Linked DNA regions of Macaca fascicularis: region 2 is linked to region 1. A link is a contact called in public Hi-C data. All regions are on one chromosome and are shown on one strand. The core of a region is the stretch at or near the end of the contact, and the rest is flanking DNA. Distances in the headings are between cores, read along the strand shown.

What was found. Hi-C and Micro-C count contacts between places; a contact is called where the count stands out from the background.
Region 2: a Hi-C map of liver shows a contact between it and region 1, with 3 times the contacts expected there. The contact joins the enhancer-like site here to the promoter of QKI in region 1. A contact is called at or near these places in 2 of 2 Hi-C or Micro-C datasets (liver and skeletal muscle).

Annotation. Positions count from the first base shown.
Region 1 is chr4:7,715,144-7,720,647 of T2T-MFA8v1.1, forward strand. QKI (QKI, KH domain containing RNA binding) reads right to left here and starts at 1,480. Exons shown (of 8, transcript XM_045390386.3): 1 at 860-1,480. The coding sequence starts at 1,001.
Region 2 is chr4:7,947,538-7,953,288 of T2T-MFA8v1.1, forward strand. All of the region lies in intron 3 of PACRG (parkin coregulated), which reads right to left. Among named protein-coding and RNA genes, the nearest start is that of QKI, 230 kb to the left of the region's middle. Within about 2 kb of position 3,799, at least 1 of the 6 cell types and tissues checked has an H3K27ac peak or open chromatin away from gene starts, as enhancers often do. A contact at or near this core is called in liver, where this site is marked.

The DNA.
Region 1 (5,504 bases), core at 230-2,729:
TCGATTCCCTGTCCTACAAACTCGGGCGGCTGCGTCTCCGGGAGCAAACCCTCCGCCCAAGTTCTTCCTAACTCAGGCTGCGCTCCGATCTGTCATCGCGTTATTTCGCACTCCACCCCCCCCCCCACCCCCGAAAAGTGAAGTTCAACTCCCTAACAGTTCTCGCTTCCCCAAACAAAAGGGAAAAAAGTGCTTTTCGCCGTCACTTCGTCCTCCTTGTCGGCTACGCCAGCATAATTTCGGTCTCCTATGGAATTTCTTTAAACTAACGAGCCCCACTCTGACTTCCACTTAGTATTTACCAGCTGCACCAACTCCCCAAGCACGAAACCCCGCTTTAGTCCTCATGGGAGGGAGAGAGCTCCCGAACGCGGGGCAGCGGGGGTCCGCGCAGAGCAAGCTCAGGAGGTCGAGGAGAGGAGCGGGGCCCGCGCCGGGGACACGCGCGTCCTCCAGGCCGGCGGCGCGGCGTGGGCCTGCTCTCGGGAGGGCTTGGCGAGGACCACCGAGCCCGCGCAGCCCCCGCTGGCCTCTCGGAAATGTGACCGCCAAAGCCAGAGGGGCCGCAGGGTTCGCCCCGCAGCCCTCCGCAGCGCACAAACTTGGGCGCCAGCGGCGCGGGGTCCCGGGCCGGGCAGGGGGCGTCCGGCCCCGGCGGGTCCACCCCGGCCCGCCCGCCCGCCCGCCGCCGCCGCAAGCCCGGCCCGGCGCCTCCTTTGTGCGCCCTCCTGGCCTCCCAGTCCCCCCGGCGCGCGGTCCCGCCCGGCCGTGACCTTCCCGCCCTCCCCACCATCCCAAGCAGGGAAAGGGGCCGCCCCGGCGGGGATCGGGCCGGGGCCGGGGCCCCGGAGACGCTCACCTTCGTCCAGCAGCCGCTCGAGGTGGTTGAAGATCCCGCAGAAGTTGGGCAGGCTGCTCATGAGCTTCTTGTCGTTCATCAGCTGCATCAGGTAATCTGGGGTGGGCTTCGGCTTCTCCTTCGTTTCCATTTCCCCGACCATATTCCAGGCTCCGCAGCTCACTCCGCCCGCCGCCGCCGCCGCCGCCGGAGAGGAGGGAGGGGCGGGGGCGAGCCCCGGCCGCGGGCCGCTCGGGACCCGGCGTCCCGCTCCGCGCCGGCTCCCGCTCTGGCTCCCGCGCCGAGCCCCGGGGCGGCCGGCACCGCGCGCTCGCCCGCCCCCCGCAGGCACTTTCCGCCCGGGCCCGACGCGCTCCCAGCCGCCGCCGCTCTCGGCCGCCCGGCTCGGCGCGTCCCTCACGAGGCCGGCGGGCGGGCGGGAGGCGGGTCTCGGCTGGCCGAGTGCGGGCGCAGGGCGCGGGCCGCTGGCGCCGGACGAGGAGGAGCCGGGGCCGCCGCTCGCTCGGCTGGTCGCGCCCGCTCAGCGCCGCCGCCGCCTGTGCCGCGGGCTCGGGGGGTCTCTCTGGGCTGGTCCCCGCCGCGGCGCCTCTGCCGCTGCCGCTGCCGCCGCGCTCTGACTGCGCTCCTCCTCTTCCTCCTCCTCCTTCTCCTCCTCCTCCTCACTCACTTGGCGGCGGAGTTCGCCTCAGTTCAGGCGGCGCTGCCAGCGGCGGCGGCAGCAGCGGCGGGGGGGGAGGGGCGAAGGCGCGGGGAGGGCCGGGGGCGGGCGGCGGGCGGGGCCGCGCAGGGCGGCCGTTAGCGGGGCCCGGCCGGCGCGCTCCCGCTGCCCGACGCCCCCCGACCCGGGCAGCAGCCGGCGCCGTGCCCCCTCCTCCCTGCCTCCCTGGCGGGGCGGGCGGCGGGGGCGACGGGAGCGTGACGGGCGGCGGCGCTCGGCGGCCCCGGGCCTGGGCGCAGGGACTGGGTCGCCGCCGTGCGGGGCGCCCGGGGCGGGTGGGTGTGGGTTGCGGGGCTGACGGCCGCGGGGGGGCGCGGGGCTCGGGCGCGGTTGGGGCTGGCGCGGCAGGCGGGAGGAATTCCAGCGGGACGCGCCAGCGCTGCCTCCGCCTCGCCTCCCGTTACTATAGTTTTTTCAGAACCTCTCATCCACCCCGCAGAAAAGAAATTTTTTTTAACGTCCTGTTGCTTCACGGGGGACTTTCGGGGTGGGCATCACGTGGCCCGACACGTAGCCATGGGGCTCCAGAGCGCGTGCGCGCGTCGTGCCCCGTGGCCACGCCCCTTCCGAGGGTCGCTCCGCCCCCGCCGGGCCCCGCGAGCGCGCGGTGGGGGAGGGAAGGGGCCCGGAGCGCGCCTGCGTGGGGCGTGGGCGGGGCTGGGGGCGGCAGCCGCCTAGGGGCTGGGGCTGCCCGTTTAGGGCCGGGCGCTGGCCAGTCGCCCACGGTGCGGAGGGCTGGTGGGCTTGCCCTGGCCGTCGGGCCCGCCACCTCGCGGGTCTTGGCTGCGGGGCGGGGGTGTGGCGGGGGAGCCGAGGACTGGAGTTTGAGGCTTTCTGAGGCGCGTGCGGCGGCGTCCGCCTCTGCGGGGTAGGGCGCCCGTCGCGCCGGGCTCCCGCTTTGTCGCCGAGGGAACCACGCGCGACGCCCCTCCCGTCGCCGCCGTGGCTCCCTTCCGTGTTCGTGATTTGCTGAGAGGCTGGAAAGCAGCACGGCGGAGAGAAGCCTCGCGCTCGCCAGGCGGGGAAGCGTGCGCGGACACGCGTGCGCACCCACGGGGCGGTGGGCGGGCGTGGGGGGTCTGGGCCAAGCGGTTGACGCGCCGCCAGGGAAGCGATCTTGTTGCACCTTCTCGTTATTCTGAAAGCAAATCGTAGCGAGACCCGAGCGCAGCGGCTTAGCAAATTATAAGGGGAGCGTTAGTCGTGCTCGAAATGCTTCTTTCGCGATGGCATCAGTGTTCCGTGAGGGAATGAAGCCGCAGTAGGAAAGAGCCTGTGCGCGTAGTCTGAAAAGCAGAAGTCAACATTTTTACAGATGAAGAAAGAATACGGAGGCAAGAGGTCTTTCTCTGCAGTGTGGTGGATTTCCAACATTTAGATTTGTTTGGAAGAATGTTCTGAGCTGCAACAATGAAGTCCTCCTTGATCTATAGAAGTCGACAGTCCCTAAATCTACATCTGCATCTGCATTTTGTTGCAAATCCTTTATAACATTCCATTAAAATAATGCAGTTATTTAATATCCAGTTGATACTGAGTAATTCGCGGCTGAAATTTACTGTTAATCATTCTGTCTTCTGACTTAATAGTGAACGTAGGTGATTTTTTTTGTGAAATGTTGCTTCACACGAATTCTGAGAATCACCTCTAAGTTTGAGTTGTACTGAAGGCACTACAAGAATTTCAAACGAACGCTGAGTGGCCAGTAGCTTCTGGCCTTTTCATTTAACAAGCACAGAGTTCGTTTGTAAAATTAAGTTACTTTGACAGAGGAAATGTAATAGCCTTGGTAGACAACGTTAAAAATGTAACTCTCAGATATTTTAAATTCTCCAACAGCAGTATCTGTTTTAGAGCCATAGAATATTTACTTACTGAATTGCCTATTTAAAGATGAACTTTCTAAATGCAGGGAATAGTAACTTGAAAAAAAGCTCTGGTCTCTGAGTAATGAATGCTGTTTCAGTACCTAGAAAAATAGTTACACAAGGTTTTGATGCTGCTAGTATAAAATGCAACCCCCTTCTTAATGGCCTGCTTATTTCTTAAGCTCCTAGGCACTATGCCGAATGTTCTACATACATATCTCATTTAATCATCAGTACAAGTTGGGCTTAGGTTAGACTGTTATCCCAATTTTACAAATAAGGGGAAACCCAAGAAAGATGAAGCTAAGTGCCTTGTGCAAGAATACAGCTTATGAGTCCTGTGTCTGGGATTATAATACAATTATATTTTATTGTAAAGCTTATGTTTTTTTTCTTTTTTTCCTCGCCCTATCCTTTAAGTCAGGTTGAATTTTATGACAATATTCCACCATTTTTGACCCGTAGAAACGGCAGTGTCATAAGGCTCAACCACTTAAACCAGATTAAAGAACAATGATAGGCAATTTTCATTTCCTGTGTATTAGATAATAGCTACTGTGTGTTACTTTTTTTTTTTTTTTTTTTTTGGTGAAACGGAATTTCGCTCGTCGCCCAGGCTGGAGTGCAATGGTGCGATCTCGGCTCACTGCAACCTCAGCCTCCCGGGTTCAAGCGATTCGCCTGCCCCATCCTTCCTAGTAGCTGGGATTACAGGCATGCGTCACCACGTCTAGCTAATTTTGTATTTTTAGTAGAGACAGGGGTTTCTCCATGTTGTTCAAGCTGGTCTTGAACTCCCGACCTCAAGTGATCTGCCCGCCTCAGCCTCCCAAAGTGCTGGGATTACAGGCGTGAGCCACCGTGCCCAGCAGGTTACCTTTTCAAATCTATGTAGATCACTTCACTAACTGACAGTTCCTCAATGGTTTCTTCTCTCAAAAAAGAAAAAAAATCCGAAGAGCTTACCAAGGCCTGCAAGACGACAGGTGTGGCCCCTGGTGCATCGCTGACCTTATGTCCTTCCTGTCCTCCCACAGCCCACTTGGCTGCACCCCCGTGGAATCTCGCTGGATCCTTAAACATTCCAAGTATGCTTACCCTCCCCAGGACTCTGCCCTTGGTGTTTGCTCTCCTCGGAAAGCTTTTCCCCATGCATCGGTGACCCCTGCTCCTATTTATCTTTAGAAGGTGTCCCTTAACACCCTATGTAAAATGGCACTTTTGTGCACGCACACACCTCCTCCCTTCTTCCATCTGCTTACCCCGGGTTCTTTTCATACCATTTGTTTCCACCTGACATAACTATGGGTAAACTTGTTTGCCACTGGCAGCAAGATTGTAAGCCCCATGAGAAATAGGAGTTTCTTCTATTAGGGATTTCCAGCACCTACGTCAGCATATGGTACATGTAGGCATTTATTAAATATGTGTCCAAATGAAATATTAAGTACTTGTTATGGACCAGAAGCTCTGCAAAACCCTTATCTTCATTGTTTATTTTCATCCGTACAGCCAATATTTGAGGTAGGCAGGAAGAATCATATTTCAGAGATGAGAGGGCTGATGCTTAGGAGTAGTAAGTAGCTGCAGAGGGTCGGGTGCTGTGCTTGTGACAGTAATCCTAGCATTTTGGGAGGCCAAGGCAGGTGGATCACTTGAGCCCGGGATTTTGAAACCAGTCTAGGCAACATAGACGCTGTCTCTACAGAAAATACAAAAATTAACAGAGTCTGGTGCCACATACCTGTAGACCCAGCTACTTGTGAGGTTGAGGTGGGAGGATCAGGGAGGCAGAGGTTTCAGTGAGCTGTGATCACACCACTGCACTCCAGCCTGGGCGACAGAGCAAGACCCTGTCTCAAAAAAAAAAAAAAAATTAATGTAGAAAGACTAACTTTGTAACAATTACATTATTACAAAAATGTTATCTTAATACAGCATTCAAAATAAATTACAACATGTACTGAATATATATACAGAATGAGCTTCCACTTGAAGATCCCTAAAATAGGTTTTTTCACTCTTAAAATTTGTCATCTAATATGTTGACACTAAAAAT
Region 2 (5,751 bases), core at 2,549-5,048, 230 kb after region 1:
GTCTCTGGGTGCCTGTACGTAGGTTTCTTTATATTAATGCCTGAAGTCAGGCAAAGTTGCATTTCTTTATGTTGCTAACATTTCTCGAGCAGTGTGGCAGGACAGCAAGCAACTCAAGGCTCTGAATTAACTCCTCTCAAACACAGGGATATTCTTAGGAGCTCATAGCACCTGTACCACTTAGAACAATTAGAGACATTCAAGCTGGTATGGCCAATACAAACATTGTGTATGGCTTCCTTTTTCGATTTGAGTTTTTGAAACCCTTAGTAATTCTTAGTGAAATGAAATACATAGATTGCACCATTATTTAGGTACCACTCTTTTCTAGCAGTTTCCATTCCAACTGGACACTGAAAATTTCACCATAATTTGTCATGGCCACATGAAATGTTATCAGGGGCAGTGTTACTGAGCTAGTATGGACAGTATAAAGATATGCACTATAACCTGTAGCATTAAAGAAACAATTTATGTACAGGATTTACCAGACTCTTAAGTAGATCTAAACGGAACAAGAAATGCTTCTTTAAAACTTCCAGTTACTCTATGTATTATCTATGCGTCCTGAATATTAGCACCAGGGTAAATTTCTCAAGGAACTGAGCGCAAGGAGCTAAATTTGCACATTGATTTTTGTCTTTTATCTGCAGCTTAAGGCTAATTTAAAAGGATGGTGAGGAGATTCTATTTTCAACTGGCTGAAGTTCAATAAGAATATAATAAAACACTGTTATAGCAAACTCTTTCACAGTGGAAGTTTGGCAAAGCTAAATCTCATTCCTTTCAATGTGCTCCAGTACAGCCAAAATACTGTTCCAGTAAGACACCCATTAGAGTGATGAGCTTCCTACAGGACAAGAATCTCTCCATATTTTATTTTAAACCAAATCAGCTTTTTATTGCTTTGTGTTAAGAATCCAACAGGAAATATTGTGTAATACAATCAGTAAAAAACCTACAGTTTCATTACAGTTATATTTTTATCATTGGCCTGCATTTTCCTAATTTCAGAGGTATACATGACCATTTTAGATACAGGAAACGACTTCTTTTAATTTTTCTTGTAGTGAAAGTTTTGCAATTCTTTAGTCAAGCCTAATGATTAGCTTAAAAACCCTAATAAAAGGAGTGACCATATAATACACCTCTGTAGGTATAAATCAAGGTTGGGAAATTTTAAAGGTACATTTCTTTTTCTTCCTTTTTTTTTTTCTTTAACCCTATGTCTTTTAGGCAGCTTGGCCTTTAAATCTACTTGCCACTGATGGGAAGAGCTGACAGAAGATTTAGAGAAGCACGGGGTGAGTTCCTAAAGTCAGAGTCAACACACACCACACACACTTCATCTATTTTGTGCTTCACTCCCTGTTAAAACACTGAGTTTGCTAAAACACTGAGTTTGTTCATATCATGTCCTACAAGTTGTCAATGATTTCCCATGATCCTGTCTTCAAGATAAAGTTCCTTAGTCAAAAGCAATGAAGCCCTGACCTTTGCCTGTAAGGCAAAGTCAACACTTTTTAGCCTGGCCTTCTATGCCCTTCCATGCCCTTCGAGCTCCCACAGCACCCCCAGCAGTCCATCTCTCTCTACTTGTCCAGATGGACACTCTCTTAGAGCCAGTGGCTCCTACTCATTGTTCCCCGAACACATCGTGGGAATGTTTGCCTTCATACCTTCCCAGATCATTTTCCTGATCTCAGACACCTCCATCCTCATTCATTCACTCTTCACTTGTCCAACAAATATTTGTTGCTCATGCAACCTGGATCACCCACATAGTTTCAAGACTGCATCTTCTAAACTATTTAAATCCTATCCATTCTTCAAGAAATGTTTCATGACGCTTCCTTAACTGCTAAGGACCTGCAGAGTCCCTTCTTCTTGGGACTCACGCACTAACTCATCTCTCGCTCTTTTGGTGCTCGGCAAAGTGGAGGCCTCTATTTTGAACTTAGAGTCAAGACCACTAACTAAGACTGCGCTCTAAAAATTACACCTCCGTGACCCAGAACAAGTGAATTCACATCTATAAGTTTCCACTTCCTTGTCTATAAAATTGGAAAATTGCATCTTAAGATTAGTTCTGAAGATTAAATGAGGTAACATAGGTGAAAATGCTACATTTACGTAAGAAATTACTCTTTCATAGGGATATCAATGTTTAAATACGCATTTTCTCAGTTTTGTTAATGAAATACTTTGACATTCTTTTTTCTAGTGAAACCTGCTGAATGTAAAAGAGACCCGTATAAAGACAGATACCACATGAAGCACCAAGGGTCTCTTTCTGGGTCTGTCGTGCCTCTTGTGACTGTTTCATCAGCACAGCAATTATAGGCGATTGTTATTCTGGAGGAAGACAATGAGTCTCATCTATCTCTTGTTTGGGTTGATTTTGTACACACAGCATTCCAAAGATCATTCTTGCCTTTTGTTTCCATTGAGAACTAGAATGAAGTAAAACAAACTATCAATTTAAGGAAAGCCTCGTAATTGTTAGCAATTTCTTCAGTCACTTTCATCTTTCAGCTGATTTTATGAACACAAATGTGCAGAAATGGGCAGAACAAATTACTTAACTCATTGGTAGGAAGCAGTGGGCTCTCTACGGAGGGAGAGGTAGCAGTGATTTCACCACCGAACGGTGGAACACAAACAGCCTAGAAGAGTCTATCACTTTCAATTGAAACCACAAGAAGAAGTAAGTAGGTTAAGCCCTAAGAATCTTCCTAGGTAACCTATTTGAGTTGAAATTTGACTAAGAATCCTTAAATCGAAGAGAGGTAAAGCTGTTAGGATCGGAGGTGATTGGAAGTTTTGTTTCAGATCTTGTCCAAAAGGGAGAACTGTCAATGACAAAGCTGCTGTGAACAACATTCTGGGGGCGTGGTGGAACCCCGATTCACTGCTATCTCCCGAATCAGCAACTCGATAGAGCGTGCCTCCCGGGCCTTGGAAGCCTTCCATTCGGAGCTGACTAGGTAGAATTCAGGTTTTTATGGTATGTGGGTACTTTTTCCGTGAGTTAAAATCACATTTATAGTAACTAAGTGGTTAATGACGAGAAAAAAACAAAACAAAACAAAAAAAACCAAACCCAAACTACTGTGCTAATAATGAAACTCTGGTATTTGGTTTGTAAAAAACAAAAATACATCTATAAAAAGGGTTAGCTGGAGATGTGTCTGTATTTTTTTTTTTTTTTTTTTTGCCACCTCAAGCAAATAATCTCTGATTCTCCCCTGTCCATGAGGACCCATTTCCAGGGGCAAATCATCTGGGGGTGGACTTGTCCTTGGAAGGGGGAGGGGAGGGCCGCTGGCACGAGACACAGAGACTGGAAACAAGTTCACAGTGTTCATCTCCGGGGACTCACAGAAGAATGGAGAATTGGCTCTTTCATCTCCAGCCCGGGCACTGCTTTTCACTGCCCCTGAGCCTCTGCTGTCCCCAAGCGGCCGTCTGGATCCCAGAGGTGGCCACAGAGATCCGGCTGAGTGCGTGGGTCAAAGTTCCTAGGCTGCCTGTTTCAGGAGGTTGCATCATATATTCTTTAACCCTTCCTTTACAAGACAGCCCGAGGTGTGGGAGTAAAGTGGTCAGGTAAATGGGTTTCAGGGTCAGTCCGACTCGGTTTCAGACCCTGGTTCCAGCGATCATTATCAATGTGGCAGCAGGATCCCTCAGCCCTTTCTATCCCACACAGGTGCCCGCACAACTGCATAGATGGTTTAGTGCTGCTTTGGTATCTGGAGAAGGCTATTAACCTGAAGAGTCAGAGACACTCATGTTGAGGTTGACCTATCTGGGTTCACACCCTGGCTCTGTCATTTGCAATCTGAGTGGCCCTGGGCCAATGTCATAACTGTACCAAGCCCCAGCTTTCAAATACATGAAATGAGAATGAAAACACCACTCAGGTGAAACACACACAGTGCTCGGCGCCTGGTGACTCCAGGAGACACAGCGTTTGCTGTTAATAATTAGTGAATAATATTTGAGAAAAGAAAAGTAAAATCAGATTTTTTGCCCATTTTTTAACCTAAAGAAACCGTGCCTTTTTGTCCTCTACATGTTTGAAGAACCAAATAAGTGGCTCATAAGAGTAAAGGAATTAAACAGTTTTTTTGTGTGTGTGACCATACAAGAAACCCCTCTTAAACTCAATGAAAAAAAAAGGTTTTTTTTTTTGTTTTTTGTTTTTTTTTTTTTGAGACAGGGTCTCACTGCTGCCCAGGTTAGAGTACAGTGGCACAATCGTAGCTCACTGCAGCCTTGAATTCCTGGGCTCAAGCGATCCTCCTGCCTCAGCCTCCCGAAGCGCTGGGATTACAAGTGTGAGCCACTGTGCCTGGTCCTCATTGAAACATTTTTAGCAGTGTTTTCCACAATCTATTTATTATAGGTGTACGATAATCTATGTAACAACCTATGCAAACCCATTCAGTGCAGAGTATACAAGTTGTGTCTCGAACTAGTTAGTAGAACACCTTGTAAAGGCTTCATGATATTTTAACGAATATACTTGTCACTAAACACAAATGGAGAGAACTGTTCATCTTCACAAGGATCAGCTAGGTGAGGGACTCACTTCTAGCTTTCTACCAGAGAAGTGGGCGTGCCTAGGAAATGCATCAAAACCAGAATCGCTAGCGCAAAGCTCAGTCTCTTAAACAGAGATGCTGGTCAGCAGCCACAACAAAACCCAAAATTATGTATGGCTTGGAAAGGATCACAATGACCACAGCTGAATACTGGATAATGCAAGTAATTTCAAAGTCAACGTCGTCTCCAGAAAGACCTCTTCAAGATGGTGTAACCACTGGGTAAACTACACAGCTAATAGCCAGCCAGGCATGTGTCCAGCACACAGGAACCTCCCAGGAGGGCTCGGCTGGGACACTGGACGGGCTGCCTGGCGGTTCCTGCCTGTGTGGCCTTGGGCAAGGAGCCGTGCTGGTCTGGTCTGCAAGAATGTCATCTGTAAGTGAATGGGGGAGAATGAGAGAGTAACTCAGAGCTTACACTTGGATCCCACCGTAACAGTTATAAAGGCTTACACAGTGGATGGGAACTCATAGGCCATGCAAGAAAACTAGTGATATAAAAAAAATTCTTTTTTTTTTGTTTTGAGACAGATCTTGCTCTCTTGCCGCGGCTGGAGTGCAGTGGCACAATTTTGGCTCACTGCAGCATCAAACTCCCAGGCTCCGATGATTCTCCCACCTCGGCTTCCTGAGTAGCAGGGACTACAGGCACGTGCCAACATGCCTGGATCACTTTCATATTTCTCTTATAGAGATAGGGTTTCACTGTGTTGCCCGGGCTGGCCTGGAACTCCTTCCCGTGCTGAAGCAATCCACCCACCTCAGCTTCCCTAAGTGTTGGGATTACAGGCATGAGCCACCACGCTCTGCCAGAATTTTTTTTTTTTTTTTTTTTAATTTAAAGAACACCAAATGAGTAGGTTGAAGCCAGGCTGCTCTGGGGATTCTGTGCCTCGTCTTGGGAGCAGTGGCTCAGCAAGGTGTAGGTGTGGTGGGAAGGAAGGCTGAGTTCCCCCAACAGCTGCCTCCTTCGGTCTCACTTGTCGGCTAGCGAACCTACAGAGGAGCCTGGCCTCCAAGACGAAACACACATGTGAGGAGCAACAGGACGTCAGTGCGAGTCCATCTACAAAGCTTTCTACTATAAAACCACGGTCTATGCCCCAAAAAGAAACCCACCATTGAAACCTAAGCTTCT